Linked DNA regions of Gossypium arboreum: regions 1 and 3 are each linked to region 2. A link is a contact called in public Hi-C data. All regions are on one chromosome and are shown on one strand. The core of a region is the stretch at or near the end of the contact, and the rest is flanking DNA. Distances in the headings are between cores, read along the strand shown.

Evidence for each region. Hi-C and Micro-C count contacts between places; a contact is called where the count stands out from the background.
Region 1: a contact with region 2 is called in a Hi-C map of leaf, with 4 times the contacts expected there. The contact joins the promoter of LOC108470258 here to the promoter of LOC108464875 in region 2. A contact is called at or near these places in 2 of 5 Hi-C or Micro-C datasets (both in leaf).
Region 3: a Hi-C map of leaf shows a contact between it and region 2, with 4 times the contacts expected there. The contact joins the promoter of LOC108467751 here to the promoter of LOC108464875 in region 2. A contact is called at or near these places in 3 of 5 Hi-C or Micro-C datasets (all in leaf).

Annotation. Positions count from the first base shown.
Region 1 is chr8:55,960,527-55,965,065 of ASM2569848v2, reverse strand. It overlaps LOC108470258, which reads left to right and starts at 2,959. Exons shown (of 2, transcript XR_008269649.1): 1 at 2,959-3,338.
Region 2 is chr8:55,474,085-55,478,544 of ASM2569848v2, reverse strand. LOC108464875 reads left to right here and starts at 2,094. Exons shown (of 5, transcript XM_017765151.2): 1 at 2,094-2,208; 2 at 2,330-2,505; 3 at 2,585-3,427; 4 at 4,408-4,460. The coding sequence starts at 2,447. It overlaps LOC108464873 (a long non-coding RNA gene), which reads right to left and starts at 717. Exons shown (of 2, transcript XR_001868365.2): 1 at 1-717.
Region 3 is chr8:55,793,050-55,797,638 of ASM2569848v2, reverse strand. It overlaps LOC108467751 (DNA-binding protein BIN4), which reads right to left and starts at 2,379. Exons shown (of 12, transcript XM_017768505.2): 1 at 2,003-2,379; 2 at 1,617-1,794; 3 at 1,366-1,427; 4 at 770-1,019; 5 at 564-625; 6 at 426-479. The coding sequence starts at 2,050.

The DNA.
Region 1 (4,539 bases), core at 1,710-4,209, 490 kb before region 2:
AATCCATTTTTGTCCAAAATTATAGAAATTGGTCAAATTGCTAATTAAGACCCTCTAATTCATAATCTAAAGCAATTTCATGCTTAGAGCTTCTAGAATGCAAGTTTTGTATTTTGTTCAATTTGGTCCCTAAAATTAAATTAGACATTTTATGCATAGAATTTCTTCATGAAACTTTCACACAAGCACGCATTCATATCATAGACCTCATAAGGATCATAAAATAATTATTTTTATCTCAGATTTGTGGTCTCAAAACTACTATTCTGACTAGGCCCTAATTCCAGATGTCACACGATCACCAAAGCCCTAAATAACCCTCCAGCAATAATCATGCAGCTTCCCACTAAGGAACCAATCGGTTCCAACTTAACTGAACTAGAATTGAGACCCAACTATTTACCATTTAACCATTAAAATTTCTAGATTTTCAGTAGAGTCCGTTGAACTTACTCTCTCTCTTTTAATTAACTCTCAATTCTTCATTAATTTTAGATTTTAATAGAAACTAGGTGTGACATTTAATTTTCATATTCAACAGATTCACAATGACCATTTAATTTAATTCCATTTTCAAACTTTAATTATTAAATAATAATTTGAAAAACTTAAATTAAATCTTAGGTCATTTCCATACTTAGTGAAAAAACCACATTCATTTTCGAAAATAATCTTTCTCTAACTTTATCATTTCTATCTATTTCTGTTAATTTGATTCTAAATGCAATTCATTTCTGGTTTCAACGAGCTAGCGGAAGGACCAATTCAACATATGTAATCAAGGATCAAATGATTTATAATTAAATTTTAAGTTTTCGCATATTAATTATAAACCCATTTAGTCACAAAATCGTTTCACTATAGTATCATGACTGAGCTCTCCTCAATTACATACCATTACGAAAGCTACTCAACCAGTGCTCGTCTAATGACCTTGCCATAAGCGTGTTACTCTCATAGGATATCCTTAATCTCTTTAGGATAACTTTGTTCTCCTAATATGATCCTATTTTATCTCATGGTAACCACTACATCTTTTTTTATGAAAATCAATCACTATCAAATAGTAACCAAGTCATTCATTATAAAGACAAACGACCTATGGTCACGTTTACTTTTCATCTATCATGTAATTTCGATGAGAGGGTATCATTTACCCATTTCTTGGGCCCTGAATTTCACAATTGTGAATGGTGCTACATACTGCAAAAGTTATATACCTAACACACCAGCTTTCAGTTCATTATCTATTTGAACTCAAGCTTTTACTTATATCAAAGTATACGAGTAGCGCATACATAGTCCACCATCCATTTAGGATTAAAGTATGCCACACTACGAACATCACAAGTGAATAAATCAATAAACGGATTCAGGATCTACTCTACTTGGTCATATCCGATGTATTGTCAATCCAGTTAGTCACATCTATGTCTCTATTTTCTAGGAGTCATCCGCTCTGATACTCAAGAAAAAAACATCTCCCCAATTGGAGTCGATAAACGACATATTAGTCTTTCAATCAGTTTGCTCATTTAATTGGAGTCGATAAACGACATATTAGTCTTTCAATCAATTTGCTCATTTCTGAGTAGACTAAGGACATGTTTAGGTTAATTTACTAATCAAAGTTTGCTATGATTATTGTTGAAACTCTTGAAGAGATCAAAATATATTTCCCCAAAATCTTTCTTCACTCATACCTTTCAAAAGAATGGTGATATAAATACTTAGCAAATGTGTTTAAGTGATCATTTGAAAATTGCATTACCAATTTGTTGATCTAACATCACAAAAAATTAGATTAAAGTTTTGTATATAATATTATATTAGTTATATTTATATAACGTTTAAGCCATGTGTATTAGTTTTAAGAAAATGAATTAAAGTTAAAACTAAATCTCTATATCAAATTATTAAACAATAAAATGATGGAATACAATATTAATACATGTGTTAATATCTATATAAATGAATTATTAATATGTAGAATATATAAAATTTACAATACTCTAAACAAATAAAAATAATATTATGAATTGACATTATAAATAAAATTGTAATGAATTTCAACACATCACTTTAAACAAAATTTTATTCAAAATAAACCATAATAACAAATTATGCAAACTATAAATACAACTATCAACATGTAAATATTTTTCAAAAAAAACTAAAACATAAAAGAAAAACATTTGTTACATTATCAATAAAATTTTAAACTCTATAATTAAAAAATTATAAAATATAGTGTAGTCTTTAATCTTATGTTGTTATTTAAAGAGGAAGTAATCCAAGCGTTGTCTAGGAACAAGCTGCAAACTTATTTGTGAGTCTATATGTACTGTATGAAAGAAAAAAAAAATTTTGGGTAGAAGGAAATTTTAATTTTTTATAGTCCATATATTTATAATTTTTAAAGGATTAAATTAAATTTTTATAATTTTAGGGAGGGCCAAAGTACAATTTTACCTTTACTAATTTAAAATTTTAAAAAAATCTAAAGGGCCTAAATGAAAATTTCCCATTTTAGGGGGGCCGGGGCCCATGCCTGCCCCCCCTGGTTTCGCCCCTGATATGTACACATATCTCATATCCCAAATTGTTTAAGAAAATAAAAAAAATAAGACTTTAAGTCTATATAAAAACTTATTTTGTAAGTTTTATTTTTATATTAATAGGTTACACCAAAAAAAAAATAGTGTTGCCACTTTTAGTGTTGACTTGGTGAAAAGCTTTTTTATCAATATATTAAAAATGCAAAACAGTTTATCAGAATTAATTTATTCTCGTAAATTTTTTAAAATTCAGACTATTTTTTTAATTTTAAAAAGAAAATAGTTTTATTTGGTAATTTAGTGCAGGAAAATGTTTGACACGTGGCAATAGTTAAGTAGAAAAAGGGAAAACTGGAAGGAGAAATAAAGGGTAAAGGGCAGAGACAAATTCAAAGGTGACAGTGATTTGAAGTTTCTGTTTTTTGTTTTTTCAATTGGTCGTTGGTACAGTGTGAAATTACATGTGAAATTTGTTTGGCCCCCACACCAAACAGCAAATCCCAAAACTACCCACTCTGTTAGAACTTATACGTCCTTTAGCGGACGTGTTATGTCCAAAACCAAAACTCCTCCTAAATGCTTTGATTTTTGGTTGGATTTTTACTAAGGGCGCGCCGCGTCAACCCCCAATCCCCATTCTTCGGCTCCCTAATTTAATCCACTTTCCACTTACCCATTCCTTTATATATGCTTTCCCCACCCTCTCCTCCTTTTCCCCATTTCTTCTTGTTGACACAGACTTCTCTACTTTTTCTTGGTTCCTCACTGTTCCGGCGCCAGGTTTGTTTCTTTTTCTTTTACCTATTATGTCCTGGTTTGAGGATTAGGATCCGTTTGTGATTTGATCATGTGTATACGTGATGGGCTAGTTCTTTAAATCTTTGATCTTCAGCTGGGTTTGGTCGTTTTATAATTTCCTTCCCATGCATGACTACATTTTTAGAGTAGGATTTTGAACCCCCCCCAAAAAAAAAAAAAATTGTAGTTAGCTTGCATCAGAAGAGAACCCAGCCAAAAAATATCAAAATTTTGACTCAATTTTTGATATTATGTTGGGTTCTGCAGAAGAACGTTTGAGTTCTACACGGTTTGAAGCTCTTGGAATTTCACCGTAGATAAAAAACTTTTTTGGTCTCAAAGGCAATGGAGGTATACGGCAAAACCATGGCTGCTGCCCCTGCAAATGTTATTTATTTGTCTACTATTCTAGGCCGTGACGGGCCTTTTCCTGTTCACAAATGCGATTGTAAATGCCAAAATGAACATGTTTGTGGCAACATGTATCGCTGCAAACTAACAGGAATCACACATATCTGTGACAAGAACTGTAACCAGAGAATTTTGTATGATAACCATAGTTCCCTTTGCCGGGCAAGCGGCCAGGTCTTTCCGCTTTCTCAAGCTGAGGAACAGGTGATCAGAGGCGTCAGGAGGAAGCTTGATGCTGACAATTCCCCACCCTCTGATAGCTGTGGTTTTAAGCGCAGACGTGATGCGCAGATTCGTCCTTCTCCTTTTGAGAGATCTTTCTCTGCTGTTAGTCCCATCTGCAGCCAAGTTGGAGATGGCATGGACTTGAGCTAGACTAGTTTCGAATTTAGATTACATATACCACATCCTATTCTTAACCTTAAGGACTTTTTATCTTGTTTCACTTATCTAGTTCCCATTGGAACTTATTTCATGGGACAAATATGGATAAATGGATGAAAGACCTGATGATGGTAGATAGTTCTACCTGCCTGTAGGAAGAACATTTTTATTTCTTACCTTCTCTTATGCTATGTAGCCCTTTCCTAGCTTAATTTTGAGAAATCAAATTTACTTCACTTTTTCTCCAACTGATCTACCTTGATTTATCAAACTATGGTGCTTCTAGGTCTGTAATAAGAGTTTTATTCTAAAGATTTTCATCTATCTACTCCTTGGTTATTTATGTTTATTCTAATTGTTAATGTTGTGGAATCTTTAATTATTTTTT
Region 2 (4,460 bases), core at 845-3,344:
ACTAAGATTTACACATAATCTTAGATGTGAAAAGAAAAAAGCATTGCTCTAAGCATCTATTAATAGTTTATTAGTTTACATTCCATTTGAATTTTCTTCAATGTTTAAGCTATTGATCTCGAAATCAAGTGTTTTGCTCAATTAAACTGATCATAATAAGCAAAAACAAACATAAAAAAAAAATTAATGCCATCCTTCTCCCTGATCTCACACTCGTTTTCTTGACAGCCAAACAAAAATTGCCCAAGTAAATTAAAATGAATCAAGATGAATGTATAAAGTATCCTCAAATAGTTTTGTATATATAAAAGAAAATCTAAAAATGTAGAAAAAAAATATTATTTTAAATAATCTAAGGGTTTTGCTTACCATGGCTGATGATGCGAAAAGCAGAGGTGTCAATGGGGAACGAGATTTTAAATGACGGAGAAGATGGACAAAACTTATAGGGTTTGTCAAAGGGTTGGTCAGGATAGAAGCATGAAAAAGAGGGAGAAGGTTGGAAGGAAATGGGAAGAAGAATTGAAAAACAGAAGATGCTTCAGACGAGAGAATGAAAGAGAGAGAGAAGGTTGTAAGGAAATGGAAAAAAGAATGAAAAAAAGAAGATGCTTCATACATGAGAATGAAAAAGAGGGAGAAGGGTAAAGTTGAAACTCACACACAGGTATTCCATGGGTAGAGTGCGGAATGGTAAACGACAGTTTTGCCTTGAATAAGGCTGTATAGAATAGGGCTGTAATAGCCCATTACAGCTAACCAAACAATGGAATAGGAATGGGCCACTGAATTCAACTATAATAGTTTAGTATTACAGTCAACCAATCATACTGTTAGTAATTAGGGTAAAAAATTAGGAATCAAATGTAAATAATTACTTGGCCTGGAAATTTTGTTTAAAAAAAAAAATACCTATTTAATTTTTTATCGGATCAACGAGTCAAGTATTTTTTAGCACCCTTAGTTTCAATGTACTTGTTGATTTATATTAGATAGATGACTATCTCTCTCATATTCACCAAGCCATTATGAATGATGTTGCTAACTTATAAAGAATTATGTTTTATCCTTAAAAAATTATTTAGTTTATGTTTAATAAAATGAGATTTAAATTTTTGTAACATAATTATTCTACATCTATTTTATTTCAAAACATTATACCTTTTATCTTATAAATTGTATAAATTTATATTATTAATTAAATTGATATATATTATAAGGTTTAAGATTAAAATTAATATGTACAGTTTAACAGATTGACTCATGGACAACTTTAAGTGATGATATTTGGACAACTAATATTTATCTCGAATAGTTTTTAACGAAATATAAAAATATAAAAGATTCCATAATTAAAATTTTAATTTATAATTATAATTTAAATTAACTGATAAGATAATATATTTATATTCTAAAGAATTTAAAAACATGATTATTTAAACTTGACTTGTATAGAGCGATAATTCAAATTTTTGTCGAATATTCATTTTGACAGAATTCAAATTATGTGGTCTCCCATCCCAAAAACACAATTATTTAAAGTGGTGAATGTAATATATAACTTGAGTTTCTTATTTAACTAAAATTCCAACATTATTTAGCTTCACATGGATTTCAAATATTTATTTATATTTTCTCTGACGAATTTTTAAAATTTAATTTGTTCATTATTATGCTTTAACTATTAAATAATACAATTAACTCATATTATAAAAAAAAACTAGATTATGTTTCATCCCAACCAAAAAATAATATTTGATTCAAATGCCAAATTACAGTCCCACCCATTGCTGGTTCAGCGAAGACCTCATCAAATGGAACTGTTCCTATCATGGAAACTAGGAGGTAGAATTTAAAGGCAAAATGGATGGAGGACCATTTTTATAATTTCTATAATATTTTAATATTTCTTTCTACTGATCACCCAAACGACTGAATCAGTGAACCGCTGAAAAACTTAGGCACTAAAAAAACGTCAAGAAAAACTTTAAGGACTAAATTGAAAAGGATAGTATATTTTAGGGACTAAATAAGAAATTAATCCAAATCTCTTTCCCAGCTCTCATTCAAATTTTGAATTTTCCGTGTTTCCACATCCTTCCCCAACTCAAATCAAACAATACAAAACGCGCAACGTAGGAGGCAAATCGTCGGTGTCATTCTGATCACCTCTCACCTCTGCCTCCACTTCTCATTCTGCCTTTTGAGGTTAGCGTCTCGATTCCCATAACCGCATCTTTCTTTCAATTCCCATAACCGCATCTTTCTTTCATCATAGCGTCCGGTACCCAGTTTATTCGTTTCTTATTTTATTGCTATTATTCATCAGAAAACTTTCGATGACCGGAAGATTCAGATTTTCAACGAAACTTTAGAAAGAAATAAGTTACAAAAAAGACAAACCTTTGAAACTCTTCATCATTGAAGTCGTAGTGAGGTCTGGTCTATGGAATCTTCCGTTTGTCCCTTTTGTCACCTTAGCGTTCCCTCCTCAGAACTCCAATGGTGTGCTCTTTTTTCGACTTTTTTTCTAGTTCTATTTGTGATTTTGGATCAAAGTAATGGTAGTAATCATTTGATACAGGCACGCCAACAGTCACTTCGAGGATGAGGATAAGGAAGCTAATGACATGGAATTGGGTAATCAAATTCAAATTGCCTCTTCTTCAGGCTCCACTGACGTTGTTAGCATTTCTTCTTTGATTGGTTTACAAACAAGGAGCAATTTTTACCACGTCAAGGATGGTTTGATTTCCTTGCTGAGAAATTGTCTAGAACTAGAAGCTCGACACAACTCATCTGTAACCATATTGTCTGGCTACGTGGATCACTTCCAAAGTCTTCCGTCCGTCGATGTTGGTTGGGGTTGTGGATGGCGTAACATTCAAATGCTAAGCTCTCATTTGCTTGCTCACAGGAAGGAAGCTAGAAAAGTCCTGTTTGGTGAGTCAGGTTTTGTTCCTGATATCGCTTTCCTCCAGCGTTGGCTTGAGATTGCTTGGGAAAGTGGATTTGATCCACCTGGTGCCCAACATTTTAACTGCAAAATATATGGTACCAATCACAGGATTGGGACTACTGAATGTGCTTCTCTTTTTCGTTCATTTGGTCTTCGTGCTAGGGTGGTTGATTTTGGTCCTAAGGAATCTGAACTGCTCTATCTTTCTGTTCCTGGTTCTACTCTTGGACAACCAGTTAAGCAAAGGAATGCAGTTCGAGTTTCTGGACCTATGGATAAATATGTTCATCGCCAGCAGGGTTTGAATAAGGGAAGGCATTTTTGTCACTCTTTGCATAATGGGAAGAGTGATAATTCTAAAGGGAAAAGTGAAGGACCTCAGGTTCTGATTGATTGGGTGTGGAATTACTTTTCAGATAAAGGGTTAACCATTTCTGGCTCCAGTCAAGTTGTAGTGAGTGATAGAGCGTAAGTAACCATCAACATTGCTGGCTATACCTATATTTATTTATTTGACCTTCCTTTTTATTCTGAGGTGTGCATCAAAGGCATCTTATTGTGTTTCTATCCATATTTTGTCATAATTTTATTATGATACAGAAAGGTATGTTTCTTATTACATTCAATGATTCTGTCTTTACCTTAGCTTTTATGGGTAGGCCTTTATACTTCCAACACGATGGACATTCAAGAACAATCATTGGGATTCAGGTTAAACATCAAAAGAATGGGACAAATCAGTTCAATCTCTTGATTTTGGACCCTTCTGATGTGAGTACTACTCATGTAATTCCTTTTGTGGTCACTTGATGTGCTTAAAAGCTTGTAGACCTTGATAAATGACACCATTACTGAATATTTTACTGATTTAGTGCTTATGCATCATGATATTGTTACTTCACAGAAGTTTTGATGATAATTGTTCTCACTCTGTCTATCTTCAATTATTTGCTCGTGTATGTTTTTTAATAGTCTGGTTTGTATGCACATTCAGAGTTCCAGAGATAAAGTTTGCCATTTTTCTGTCTGATTAAAATATTTTGATTGACAGAAGTTGTATGGTATGATTATCAGAAAATAACTATTCGTTTCACAAACTCAGGCCAAAACATGACCACCTTGTTAAGACTTGGGCTTTTTCCCCTGTAGCTGTAGACTTCAAGCATGATCCACATGCTGATCAGATTTATTCTGTAATATGGGAGTTGAAATTTGGGAAAATGTTATCAGAAATAGTTCTTTTACCTGTGATTGATAAAATTGGAACTTGCAAGGGTGTCACTAACCATTTTTTTCCCTTATATTGCCAGAACGTAGTTCTTTTATGTATATGTGCGTGTGTGTGTGTGTGTGTGTGTGTGTGTGTGTGCTGCTGCATGCATATTCGTGTAGGTGATTGTGATGCAGCTAATGTTACATATCTTCCATAATCTTTTATACAAGTGCAGGGAACAGTTGCTTTGGAAAGGTCCCTTAAAACAACTGTGGGATGGCAGAAGCT
Region 3 (4,589 bases), core at 1,130-3,629, 320 kb before region 2:
AACCTAAAGGAATTTAGATTTTGAATTAAAATAAAGCATGAAGCTAAACCTAAATCCTTACAAGTCCACAAGTAGAGAGACCAAATGTAACAGGATTTTCCCTTCTTCTTTTTTTTTTTTTTTTTTTTTTTAGAAACCAAATATACTAGTTAAGATTGGTTTCTAGGTTCTCTCAGGTTGTTTGTAGAGCTTTACTGACTAAGAAAGTAACAAAATTAATAATCTTAGATTATTTCTGATTATAATCCTAGGAGCAATCACATCTTCCTTAATGATTTCATGCACAATATAAAGGTTGAACTTCACAACAATTACAAGCAACCAAATGCAGTTCATCCCCAATATAACCCTTTTTGAAACTCACAGCCTAGTCTCTAGTGAACTAGGTTGCAAATAAGCTATAACTATGACAAAATGTATCCTACCTTTGAGCGGTGAACTTTCTCAGACAGCACCAAAGGCAACCTTGAGGTAGAAACCTACATATTGTAAAATTTGAATAATTAAGTGACGAGTCTCAGATGACAAAAAGGAAATAAAATAGTTTCTACCAATGGTCTTACATGAGGTTCGATGTGCTTTTCAGAAGCCTCCTCCTCGGCAGTTTCCACATTAACATCATTTTCTGTTAACATAACCCAACATTGCATGAAATAAATTAAGTAGCTTGATCGCATAGTATCCTTTGCATCAGCTATTGAATGTTTTAAGCTAGCCAAACCCAATAAACATTAAAATCAAACTTTACATTACAAATTCAGTATCATACCTGTTATCTTCGCATCATCTTTCACATTCTTCTCCTTTTTGGGAGTCTGACCCCTTGCTTTTACCCCCTTCTTTGGAGATTTTCCTTTAGAAGTCTTCTTTAGTGGAGACCTGTTGGCCCTGCCAGTCAGAACTGGATCACTTGCCTCTCCACTCTCTTGAGATAGAGACACTTTCTGCTTCCCTTGAGGAGAATGGCCAGGAGAAGACTCAGAATCGGATGATAACGTCCATATCGAATGATTTACTGCCTGTTCAACATCTAACCACTTTCATCAGCTTCAATATTAACAGTGGTCCTCCAATCTAATCAGATTCATACCACGTTGGATATCTTTCTGTAGTAAACGTCTCAAACATATGAAGTAAAATTTACATTATAAAACTTTTATCATACTGTTAAATAAATGAAAATGGTTTTGTTCTACGATGAAATGATTCTTTCCAAAGCAAAATGTCTTTATTTTCATAAATTCCAAAACGATATCTAAAATCAATTTTTTAAGTTTGATGACATTTTTGATAAACCATGAAATGCAATAATAAAGGAGAACCCAGATTTAGGCAATCCCAAGGCAATATAATGTGATACCGTACATGAGATCCCAAGTGTTTCTCAGACATTTCTTCCGCAGCGACCTTTCCATCCTCCTCACTCCCTGCATCATTGCTAAAAGTTCATATTGCACAAGTTGTAAATAACGAGGTCAAAATCAAAGAAAGGGTTCAGAAATCAGAAGCTGAAATATTATATACTTTAAACAATTCATTAAAGCATCATTTCAGTTATTTGGAAACAACCCTTGCGTCAGTTCCTAACTATCATAGGAGAATTACTCCTTTTCTACCTTCAGAGTCCTTGAAGGCGTCGTTTTCCTTCTTTCCAGAAGGCTTTTGATTTACTTTATCGTGGTTTCTCTTTTCCAATGTGTCTTCATCATCAGCATCAGTTTTATCAACCCTACGCGGGCTACCATTTGGAGAAGAATTGGAATCCGAAGATAATGTCAGCGTAGAAGTCGGTGCCTAAAAACAAGGTAAATTCTCGCAAACCAGTAAGAAAACAATGTAAAGGTGCAACAGCTGGCTAACTGCTATACGGTTACAAAAAGAAAAGAGAACAATCTGATTAAACGTTAAACTTTAGCCATGAAAATAATGGGGAAAAAGCATGGTGCAGAGTGTCAAACAAATAAAAACATTTTAGAAGCTAGAGAAAGCAGGGTAAATATACCTGAAAAGAGCGCAGCCAATCTGGAGAATCTTCCCTGGAATTGTTCATTCCGCACCAATTATTCTTCCCTGATATTAGATTATACAAATTTATAACTCAGCAGCACTTATAAGCTGCGAAAACACAAAACAAAATCCAAAGAAAATGTGAACAGAGAAACCCTAAAAGCCTAATTATGCACTGGGTAGCTGAACCAAACAAATTAAGAGTAATGCAACGGTGCCGGGTGTAGAATAGATCAAAGAGAAGTAAAAAAAAAAAGAAACAGAAGAAGAAAGGAAAATTGAAAGTGATGAGTAGCAGAGAAAAAGAAATGGTAGAAATGAAAATGGAAGGAGAGGGAAAGAAGGAACAAGAGAAACGGAAGGGGGCTTATGGAGTTCTAGGCCCAATACCCTACAGATACAGATTCGATTTGAGGATTGATACAGAGTTTTTGAGTTAGGGCTTTATTTACACTGGGCTTTATTGGGCTCTGTGGAGGAGAGTTTGGGGCGAGGGAATTTGACCAGTTACATGATATTCAATCCAGGTGAAACCTTTTTTCTTTTTGTTTACCAGATACATACATTGACAGATGCAGCAAACCCATAATAACATGCCAATCAATAGTGCTATATCGGACTTGCTTCTCAACATACACGAACTTCCATTGTTTTTGCTCAAAATCCTACTTTGGACGCTCTTCTTGTCCATTTGCTTTTTCCTCAACACTCTAAAGTTGCTGCTCCCTTTTACTAGCCAACTTTACGTCTATCAATCCGATTAATATGTTAAACTACAATGTGCATATAGTTTTGGAAATTGAAGTTTGAGAAAAAAATAAGAAAATCATATTTTTCTTATTATTTTTATTTTAAAATTGATTTTTTTCATTATTTTTGGTTCAGTTTTATCTTTGATTTTTATATATAATTTTTCTTTTTTTAAAAAAGTAATATATATTTTTAATTTCTATGGATTTTTAATAAATATTAATTTATTTCTTTTAATTTTTCAGTGTAATTGAATTGTATGGTTAAATTGGAATCGAGGTCTTATTCAATCAATTTAACCTCCATTCTCGTTTTACAACATTGATGTTAGCTTATATGCGAAATAAGCTATCATTGTATAAATGATCTAAGCTTTTTATTTTGAATATATAGACTTCTTTAATGTTTACATATTAGTTTATTTTAGACATTAGGTTTACAAAGTTGTTTAAGAGAAATATTGTAATTGATAGGTGTAATTAGGTGTATGCAATCACAATCCTTCTACGCTTATTTTAGTTTACTTTTGAGTAAAATCAAGTCGTTTTAGGATTAAATTGTGTTTTAGGTCATTTGTAAGTATGTTTCTGTTTTTGTGTCATTTTTAGCACTTTGATCTTATTCTATACTTTTGTTAATAGATTATGCTTAAAGGTGCACTTGTGAATGTGTAGGTGTGTAGAATGCTAAAGTGCACAACGGTTTGAAGGTTCTTGAACAGAGAGTCATGCCACGATGTAAGGGACTGAGATAGCATAAAGTCACTAAGGTTGGAGATCGTAATGTTAATTGATTGAAGATCGCGACCTAACTCACTGCTTGGTAATATCTTGTAGCTTGGGTTCGGTCACAAGACCGGGTTATGGGTGTTACATTTAATGGTATCAAAGCTACGGTTTAGTGGATTCTAAGACTGAAACATAGTGCGTACGAGTCTAGAAATACATGTCACTTATAACCGGTGATTATGTGATGCCTTCAGATCCGATTTGATTTTGGTTTTTTTTATAGATAAAAGATTTTAGCTGAGTTTAATCACGCTGCACCTAATAAAATAGATAGTAATGTTCCAACTCCTAAGCAATGAGCCGCTTAGAGTGTGCCCTAGACTCAAAGGCATGGAAGTGTGACGCATGGTGCCTTATTTCAAATGATGAATGGTGGTATTCGAATTTCCTGTGAACTCACCCAGTGGCTCTGCAACATCCACCCCCTACTGTGCCACTCCCAACACCCCCACGTCTCAAGATTTAAATTGGTAAATGTTTACAAACCCCCAATCGATAAAATCCAAAAATGTAGAGCTAAGGAATTCCAAGGGAAATGATATGATAATCCAACTAAAACTGAGTATTGATTTGAAAACACACAATGAGCTTTCGACGAGATGATCTGTTTGCCAAATGACTATTTGAGTGTGTCGTCTCATTATTGAAAGATGAGGCTTATCAGTGGTGGACTACATTGATCACAATGGTTCTAAAAGAAAGAATAAACTGAGACTTTTTTCCAAACTGAATTTCAAAAGAAATATATCAGTTTGTGGTATTTGGAAAAGAAAAAAAGAGAGATTATCAAGTTAAAACAAAGAAACAAATCAGTCGTTAAGTATGAGAGAGAATTTGTTTGACTCGGTAAATATGCTCGAGAAATAGTTCCCACAGAAGCTTAAATTTACACTAACTTTGATTGGGGTTTGAATTTAGAAATTCAAATGTTGGTTGGAGCTCTTGAAACTAAAGAATTTGTTGCTTTAGATGATAGAGTATAGAAAATGGAAGATATATGTAACGTAAAGAAGCGAGTTGAAATAAACATTGAGACTCAGGCAA